2 separate regions of the Drosophila melanogaster genome follow, and region 2 is linked to region 1. A link is a contact called in public Hi-C data. All regions are on one chromosome and are shown on one strand. Each heading gives the region's core, a stretch centred on a gene start, on an enhancer-like site or on the middle of the called end of the contact. The rest is flanking DNA. Distances are from core to core; before and after follow the strand shown. Region 1 holds the start of Atpalpha (Na pump alpha subunit). Region 2 holds the start of RhoGAP93B (Rho GTPase activating protein at 93B).

The links. Hi-C and Micro-C count contacts between places; a contact is called where the count stands out from the background.
Region 2: a Hi-C map of the Kc167 cell line shows a contact between it and region 1, with 2.5 times the contacts expected there. The contact joins the promoter of RhoGAP93B here to the promoter of Atpalpha in region 1. A contact is called at or near these places in 4 of 107 Hi-C or Micro-C datasets (the D17-c3 cell line, the Kc167 cell line and the S2 cell line).

What each region holds. Positions count from the first base shown.
Region 1 is chr3R:20,945,920-20,950,147 of dm6, reverse strand. It overlaps Atpalpha (Na pump alpha subunit), which reads right to left and starts at 1,434. Exons shown (of 10, transcript NM_001275861.1): 1 at 1,319-1,434.
Region 2 is chr3R:21,096,412-21,100,579 of dm6, reverse strand. RhoGAP93B (Rho GTPase activating protein at 93B) reads left to right here and starts at 2,753. Exons shown (of 14, transcript NM_142682.2): 1 at 2,753-3,329. The coding sequence starts at 3,310. It overlaps CG7044, which reads left to right. Exons shown (of 6, transcript NM_142683.3): 3 at 1-790; 4 at 855-1,059; 5 at 1,118-1,290; 6 at 1,358-2,351. The coding sequence ends at 2,251.

The DNA.
Region 1 (4,228 bases), core at 185-2,684:
TCAAGTCTAAGTGAGGTCTTAAGCGTTCTTTTCAAGTTTTCCCGTTACAAATAATATCTGGACCCACTGTTTGTTGCGAGTGGATTCAGACCGCTTGCTCTATAGTTTTGCATACTTTCGGGCCGTCGAACCAGTATGTGTGTGGGTGCGTGCGTGTGTGTGACCTGCCCTTAGACAAGCCCCAAAATCAATAGAGCTGGCAATACGGACTTAGAATTGGTGGTCTAGCCCTAGGAACAGAACCGAAAGCCCGGGTGGAAACAACAACCCTGGCGAAGAACTCATTACCTTCTGCGGGGTAATTAAGTGGCGTCATCGGTGGGGCATTTAGTAACTAATCGAATGGTGAGGGGGTAGGGAAGGGAAAGTAAGGGCTACGTACTGAGAAAAAAGTACGGTAAGAAGTACGTCGATTTACGCTAATGTGCCAGTGTGTGTAATTAGCAGCGCACTACTCGGCCCAATGACACCAATTCCGGAAGGAGGGAAAGCACGGAAAATGGAAAAATAAACGTGTTATGCAGGGTAGTTTCGTTCTAGAGCTCGAGATTCCAATAATGAAATCTGCGAGATGCGGCGGAATGGGGCGTGGTTCGGGAGGGGCGGCAGCAGTACCGGTTATGTAAGCCGAAAACTGGAAGATTTCCAAGCACGGAAAAGCGAAAAGCTTTCGCGCCGGGAAAGTGGAAAATTTGGGAAACTGGTCGGCCTGGAAATGCAAATTGCGCATGCCAGCTAAGCGCACCTGGAAAGCGAGAGAGAGAGAGACAGAGAGGCAGAGAGAGAGAGAGAGAGCAAGAGAAAGGGAGAGCGAATACAAATTCGAGAAAAAAGTCAAAAGCCAGGCTCTAAGCCCAGGCTATTTTTACAGATCAGCAGGTAAGCGGATATAGGCCCATCCAGATCCAATAGGATTAGTAACTGCGCCCCGTTTCACATTCGATTCCGTTTGCAGTTACCGAAAGCCCGCAAACAAATTAGTAAACTTCGTTGGGCGTCGCCTCGGCTTTGTTGTTGTTGTCGTTGCTTCTCGCTTTTTCACCAGCAACAAAACAAATAGTAGTAGCAGCAGCAGCAGCAAGAACAACACCAAAAGCAATGTACACAACACAGATACACGCACACACCCACACAGCGCACTCGGGCTTCGATTTTTCCCACTAAAAACAACGCCCGCTCAGCGTATCACTTGGCCAATTTGTTTTGGCCCTGGTTCTTTTTGGTTCCCTCGTCATGGTCTAACAACAGTTTAAACTTAACCATTTTCTCACTTAACTAACTTAGTTTTCATCGTAATCCAGGCTTTATTTTTGCTCACCTCGTAATCCGACCTTAACGCCATGTTATTTTAATTTAACTCGATTATTCCCAGGGATGTGGAAAATTTACACAATTCCAACGTATCGATATTTTAGAAGTCGTGACTACCAAATGGAGAGTTATCGGCCTATTGTATCGAATAAGCCGGTGTAGAAATCGGGATGGCAATCGGTTAAGAAAATGTAATTGTAAATATTGCATTATGAATAAAATTACTATTATAATTTGTCAATAGTCCGAACAGTCTGGTTTATTTAAAATGAAAAGTTAAGTATTTTAAATATACCTGGATATTTATTTACCGAAAGTTGTTACTATGCTACCTTCAAATATTAATATCTGGATATGTTTGGATTTCAATACTCTCATTAATAATTGCTAATTTAAAATACCAAGTTAAAAATATGTTTAATTTTTCACCTCAATTTGGAAATAACATACTTTTATGTACTTTTTATATCAACTGCAAGCGTGAAAATTACTGGAGCTGCCAGATTAAAATATACACACTACGATAGTTGCCATCTTGAATATTTACAGATATGGAGAGTTGCCAACGTTATAGTTATGTGTATTCAATTTCAAGAGATAATAAAATACCAAATACAATACGCGCGTCTTCTTGCATTCCAAACATAGGTGGCGCTGTATAAGCAAAATAATTTTAAGTGGCAGATAGAACGAAGTGTAGATGGCGTTCGTTAAACGTATAAATTAGCTACTCTCCAAGAAATGTTCAACTGGACTTGAATCTTCTCAAATTTATTTCCTATGTTCAGTATTGATCGTTGATCATTGTTGCGATGAATGGCTTCAAACGGGCCAGAGATTCTCGAAGGCTCAGCAATTCGACGATCCTGTGGGGAAAAACGCATCTTGGAGATTATAAGTTCAGCTTACTTAAACTAATTAAATTATACTTAAATTTCAAGATACACCTGATACCCCTCGTCATCATTATCCAGCAACTTATCATTGGAAGCACCAACTGAAGGTTCGCCCGAAACCAACAGACCGCGTAATTGATTATAATTAAATTATGAATTTAATTGAGAACACTATTGATAAGTACGAGTCACGATGTGGAACTCAAGACGAAGATCTTCCAATTTGTCAGTGTAATGGAGCTATAAACATAACAATCCTCCAAACGACCAGGCATTTGGAAAACTTATCTCCGTCCGCACAAGATCTCATTTTATCATCCGAAATGCTGACCTCCACTTGGTCGAAGCTGAATTTATCGCAACTCTAAACCCCAAATATAATCAGGATAATTAGATGTCTCAAGTCATTTTGTTCTTGAAGGCTAGCATGTTCTATCTAAGTTAGCTTCCCAGCAAAATGGCATCTAAATTTCTACAGATTCATTCAATTGATCAATTCGGTGACCAATTACAAGGAAATGCCAAATTTGCACACTCTTACAAAGAGCACAGTTTGCACGGTTTCATTTGCCCTTACCTTCTCCGGAAGCTTCAATTGGTTTATCCGGTTAATTAATATTTTGAAATCAATTGTTGTCGACACGAGCACAAACAAGGAAGCAGCTCCAAAGGGGCTGCGGTTGCTTAGGCGAAACGACTTTTCGCTCAGCTGCAGAGCAACCCACTTTCCACTTTGCCCATCCTTTTGCCCGCCCTCTCATCCTGCGGCCCCGTCAATCGATTCAATATCCCATGGCCATTAGAAGGAAGCCGGCTCGACTACAAAATTGAGCCCACATAAGCTGAGGGGAAATCGCCTTGTTGCCACTGCCACTGTCTTCGGGTTTGGCTTTCGCTTTTGCTTTTGCTTTGGCATTGGCTTTGGCTCAAATAACCTGAAAGGCCCAATCAACAGGTGTCTTTGCCTCTGCTGCGTGCTGGTGCTTAGTGTTTCTGTGTGTCTGGGTGTTTGTGGTTCAACAACCGGGCCACCGGCGGCAAGGAGTCAGCTTCACGGCCGAGTCGGATGCCTCGGTGTGTGCCAAGCCAAATGGCGAGAAATAAAACTGGAATAATTCAATAGGAGGCGTGGCCAGCCCACTAAGCCCATGGGTAGGAAGTGGAGGGGGGGGGGTGTGTGGGTATGGCTGCGATGGTTGGATTCAGTTCGGAGAAGGCAGCTTCATAGCTTGCGTAATGAATGTCCTTAGCAGGCTGGGCACGTTTCATGTTTTTTCGTTCATGTTTGCTCTGCCAGGCTCCTGGAATCCCCCATCCAGGCCGCCAATTTGGAGCCAAACGGAAGGACCAGAATGCTGGCCATTAAAGCTCGTGCTCCTCCAGCTCCTTTTGCTCATTTCACTTAAGTTCATTTCGCAATTTAACACTACCAGGACACGCATCAACGAGCTGGCGTCTTAATTTGTGCCGCTTTTTCTGCCTACGCTCATAATAAATGCAAAAAATAGTAAGGGCAAAAAACAAAAAAAAAAAAAAACAAATAAATTTCCAGCAGAGGAAATGCCGAAAATATTTGCATGCAAATTTCCGACCTCCTTCACGCAGAAAAAAGCTGCACACCAGCAGCCGTTTGTCCCGTCAACCGCAATTTGAGTAAATTTAATTGAAGCCCCTTGGCCTCCTGCTCATGCATATTTATTGAGTCGTGGAGGGGACGGTGGGAACGGAAGCGGAGCACCCTTTTTGGGTCCAAGCAACAGTTGCCGCACATTGCGCATACGCCGCGTGTGCCACGGAGTAAGTTTCTGGCGCAGCACAGGGGCAGATCCAGCGCCAACTTAATTTCCACGGCACAACTACTACTACAGCCGATTATGCTAATGTCGAAAGAAAGAAAATTCAGGTGTTCTCCCGCAGCAGAACGGGGCAAGGAAAGGGACAAACAAGGAAAAGGTGACTTCGTCCTGGCTCTCGCCCTTCGTATTACCAAAGAAAGACAGCAGGAATTTGCAGCTGCAAGA
Region 2 (4,168 bases), core at 1,504-4,003, 150 kb before region 1:
GTTGCACGAAAAGTTGCTGAATCCGAACGCCACCGAGCCGTCGGAGGAGTTCACCGAGTTCGGGTTGGCATTCTTTAATCTCATGAAATTCCTTATTACCCGCAAGGACGGCTTGAGTTTTGTGAAGTTGGCGGAGCTCAATCATGTACTTTGGAAAAAACTTGGACCTCGTGCGCCCAAGGAAATTGTCATCCAACAAGAGCGCGTTACGTTTGAAAACCAGCTAATCTGCTTTCACATGCTGCCGTTGCTCTTCTCCATGAAGTACGCACAGAAGATCGCCGACGAGGAGAGCAAGATAGAGCTCTTCGACGCCTATGTTGTCAAGTTGCTGGAGATCTCCTGCGAACAGACCTTGCGGCTCTGCTACACAATGCGGGACAACTTCTTTTCTGCAGACGGCATGGCTGTTGGCTTGGTGACGGCCGGCCTGGCAAACAAGTGCATACATAGCCTGTTGGCCCTGGAAAACGTTCTCGATCGAGAGCAGGCGGTTACTGTGTGCCAAGCTTTGCTATATGTGCTCCGCGAGGCAGTGGCCATGAGTGTCATCACAAATAATGGGGAGGATGACTGTCACAGCGTGAGCAGCGCGGGCAGCTCCTACCTAAAATTGTACCCCCGGGGCACCGAACAGGTCGTTAACGATCCACAAGTTTTGCATTCCGTAATGGTGGGTTTGCGCACCTTGATCGAACGCTTTAAGATCACGTGGAAGGAGTCGGTGGAGACCATTGGCCTGGTCAATTGTCTGGCATTTGTCCTGGAGAACACAAGCATGGATGCTAGGGTAAGCAAAACAAACTCTCATTTCTAGCGGGTTAAAATAGTAAAATGTGATTCTTCATTTGCAGTGCACTGTCCAAGCGCTGAAGCTCGTCCAACTCGCTGTGGAGCATTTCCTTTCACCGAACATGGCTCTTTTGGTGGACAACTTGCAGGGCTCCGCGCTGGTCTGTCTGGGTCCCATTATTGTGAAGCGAATGCACGACACAATGTGGGAGGTGCGTGACACAACGCTGGAGCTTACCACCTCTATAGCCAGTATCTCCCGCATCAGTAAGCGTGTGATTATCTTAACGTAGTGCCTAACATTAATGATACGTTGCTTCTACAGAGTTTCCCGCCTTCCAACGCTTTCTAATCGACTCAAAGATACCCCCGATAGTTTACGAAATGGCCAAGAATGACTCGGAAGTCTATGTAAGAGCGTCTGCCTTCCAGTGTCTTTCCCAAATGGTCTCCATAAACCTTTTGTGGGAGAATGGTCTAAGCCAGCTCGATCTTGTAGTGAGTTAATCTATTTACACATATACTCGGAAAAAATTATTAATTAAACACTTTGAATTCTCGACAGGACCATCTTTTGTTTGTAATGTATCGGGAGACCAACGATATCGTGAGATCCGAGGCCGTGATTACGCTGATGAAGATCTACGAGCACCGCAAGATCCACGAGAAGTACAAGAACACCCTCTTCTCAACCCTCAACTATTGTGTAATCGGGGATCATCACACGGAGGTGAAGCTGAATGCTTTAAATTTTTGGCGCCGCGAGTTCTACCGCCAGTTTAGCAATCAGGGCATGATAGATGGCTCTTTTCCCACAGTGACCTTCTCTAAGGAGCAGAAGAAGATTGTCACGCTGACGGAGAAAGAGATCCAAACCAGCATTGCCAAAGTTTTTGGTGAAGTACAGCAGTACGGATATTTTGGCATCCTACTCAAGTGCCTGCGCGAGGAGACTTCAATGGAGGTTTTGGAATTCCTCATTAAAGGCGTCAAGACCATGACGGAGAAGTTCGAGCGCTACAAGGGCATAATGGAGGAGATTGAAATGAGATCGCCGCTCTCAGACAGAGAGCGGCCAAGATTCGACTTCCCGTCCCAGCCGCAGCCAACTCCGATTCCACAGCAGCCACCGGTCAATCCCACCGAGGCGGACGAAGTCATCGAGTCCATATTGAACTCGCAGGATGCACAGCTCCTGGAGAAGGCGTTTGAGACCCAGATGCAGATAAACGCGCAAGGGAAAACAGCGGAGAAGCGGCACATCGATGAGTTCTACTATAAGCAGTTCGCGGTGCCATTGCGGCAGTTCTTTGAGGAGCTCAAGACCATTGACCTGGACCAGTTGGTTAAGCAGCACCAGGAGTGGTTCGAGTGCAAGGAGAACTTTACCTCCCTGCTGGATGACATCCTCGGTGCGCTGAAGCGCGACGATGAGAACATGATTTCGGACTGTTACTAATTCCGAGCTAAGCCGTTTTCCAGTCAAAAAAAACCTCTCTGTGAAGTAAGCTAAAAGTTTTTTCCGTGAAATAGATAATATTTTTGATAACTACGTTTTGAACATAAAATGAGATTTTATTTCGCCGGCGCAGATAAAATAAATAACAATACAGTAACAAAACAATGTTTTAAATGACTAAACATATTTCAAATCAAGACGACCCATATTTAAACGTTTTTGTTCCTTTTTTTAATTTTTGGTGTGCTGGTCACACTGTTCGCGTCGTGTTTGTTTTGGTTTTCTGTTGGTGGTGACACACTTTTAGAGCGATGTGAGCCGAGTTTTTATCGATGCATCCATAAGAGAAACTACTTTTTACTTCTTACAAAAATGTTGTATAAGGTAGATTTGCCAATTTTTAAAACGCAAAAACCCGAAATATAGTAAACTTCGATATTGATAACTTAGCCGATATTATCGTATGGTGTTGGGAATCGATAGTGCCGGCACCGAGCCTTCCCACTATCGACGAGCCCATCGACTGCAGCACATCTTCAGCGCATAGATGCAGCGAAAAGCGGATCGTCTCGCGTTCGAATTTGCACGCACTGCTGCATAAATATTAAAAAAGCACTGGGAACATGCAGTTGCACAAACGGAGAGCCAAGCAAAAATATGGCCAGTGCATTATGTCATAAATGTGAAAGTGTTACAAGTTGCACTGCAGCGGCAGCCAGAACAACAATAACAACAACAGCAGCAGTAGCAGCAATAGCAACATAAACTGCACGCATGTGAAAAGGAGTGCGAGTGTGTAGAAAAAATCAATTGAGAGGAAAATTGCATATTCGCTGTCGCGGCCGAAACGAAAATAAGTGAAAGAAAATAATATATATATTTATATATATAAAGTGCGTTCGGGGTGTGTGCGTGCTTGCGAGTGTGCCTGTGTGTGTGTAGGAAAGGAGCAAGAAGCAGCAGCAGCGGCAGCAGAAGAAATAGCAAAAGGAGGCAGCAACAACAACAAGCTAGAGAAACCGCCAGCAGCAGCCCCCTAATAAAGAGCAGAGAAAAAAATGAGTTCAAGTTGTGAAAGGTGTGTGCCGTTACACTACAAACTACAACACCACCATCAGCGGCAGCAAAGAAATGCAACAACAAATACGGCAATCTCCAGACAACGCGAATGTCGAAATTGTGTATACAATTTATTAAGAAAGCAAGAGCAGCAACAACAATGACCAGCTGCAGATGCTTTTGTTAAATAAATGGCAGTCTTGAGTGCAGCTAATTTCCATGCAGTTCGAGTGGGTGGAAAAAGGAGATGGTGGGCGTGGACGTGCAAGTGGAAGTGGGAGGGAGACGAAAATGACTGCGGAAGAAACAGCATTTGCCTGCCGGAGTATGTGTGTGCGTCCGTGAGAATGCGTGTGTGGGTGGCGACTCTACCTCCCTGCGAGTTTCTCTCCCAGTCTCCCTCTCTCACTCTCGCTTGTCGCGTGCATTTTCCTTTACCTTGATTAAATTCCTGATTTATGCACTTTTTGGCTCTTTTTGTGGCCCGAGGCGCCTGCAAAATCGATTTTCTGGCAAGGCGCGGCAACAAGCGTCGTCCGCCAAATGTGCCAAATGGAGAGAGCCAGAGAGAGTACTACCAGCACTTACACCCTCTTTTACTCACCTCACCCACTCTCTCCCAACTCCCATTCTTGGCCAGTGTGTGTGTGAGTGTGTCAGGACTGCAATTTTCAAATAAGGAAAAACCGGATAATGCTCGACTAAATATGTTTGTCGGCATAGAGAAAAGACCAATTGAATGGGGGAAAACCGGCACACACACACACACACACATTAAGATGCTACGCACAATGCCGATTTTGGTAAACTTTTTGGTATCTCCTATTAATTTGCCTCAATGAATGCCATGATATGTTG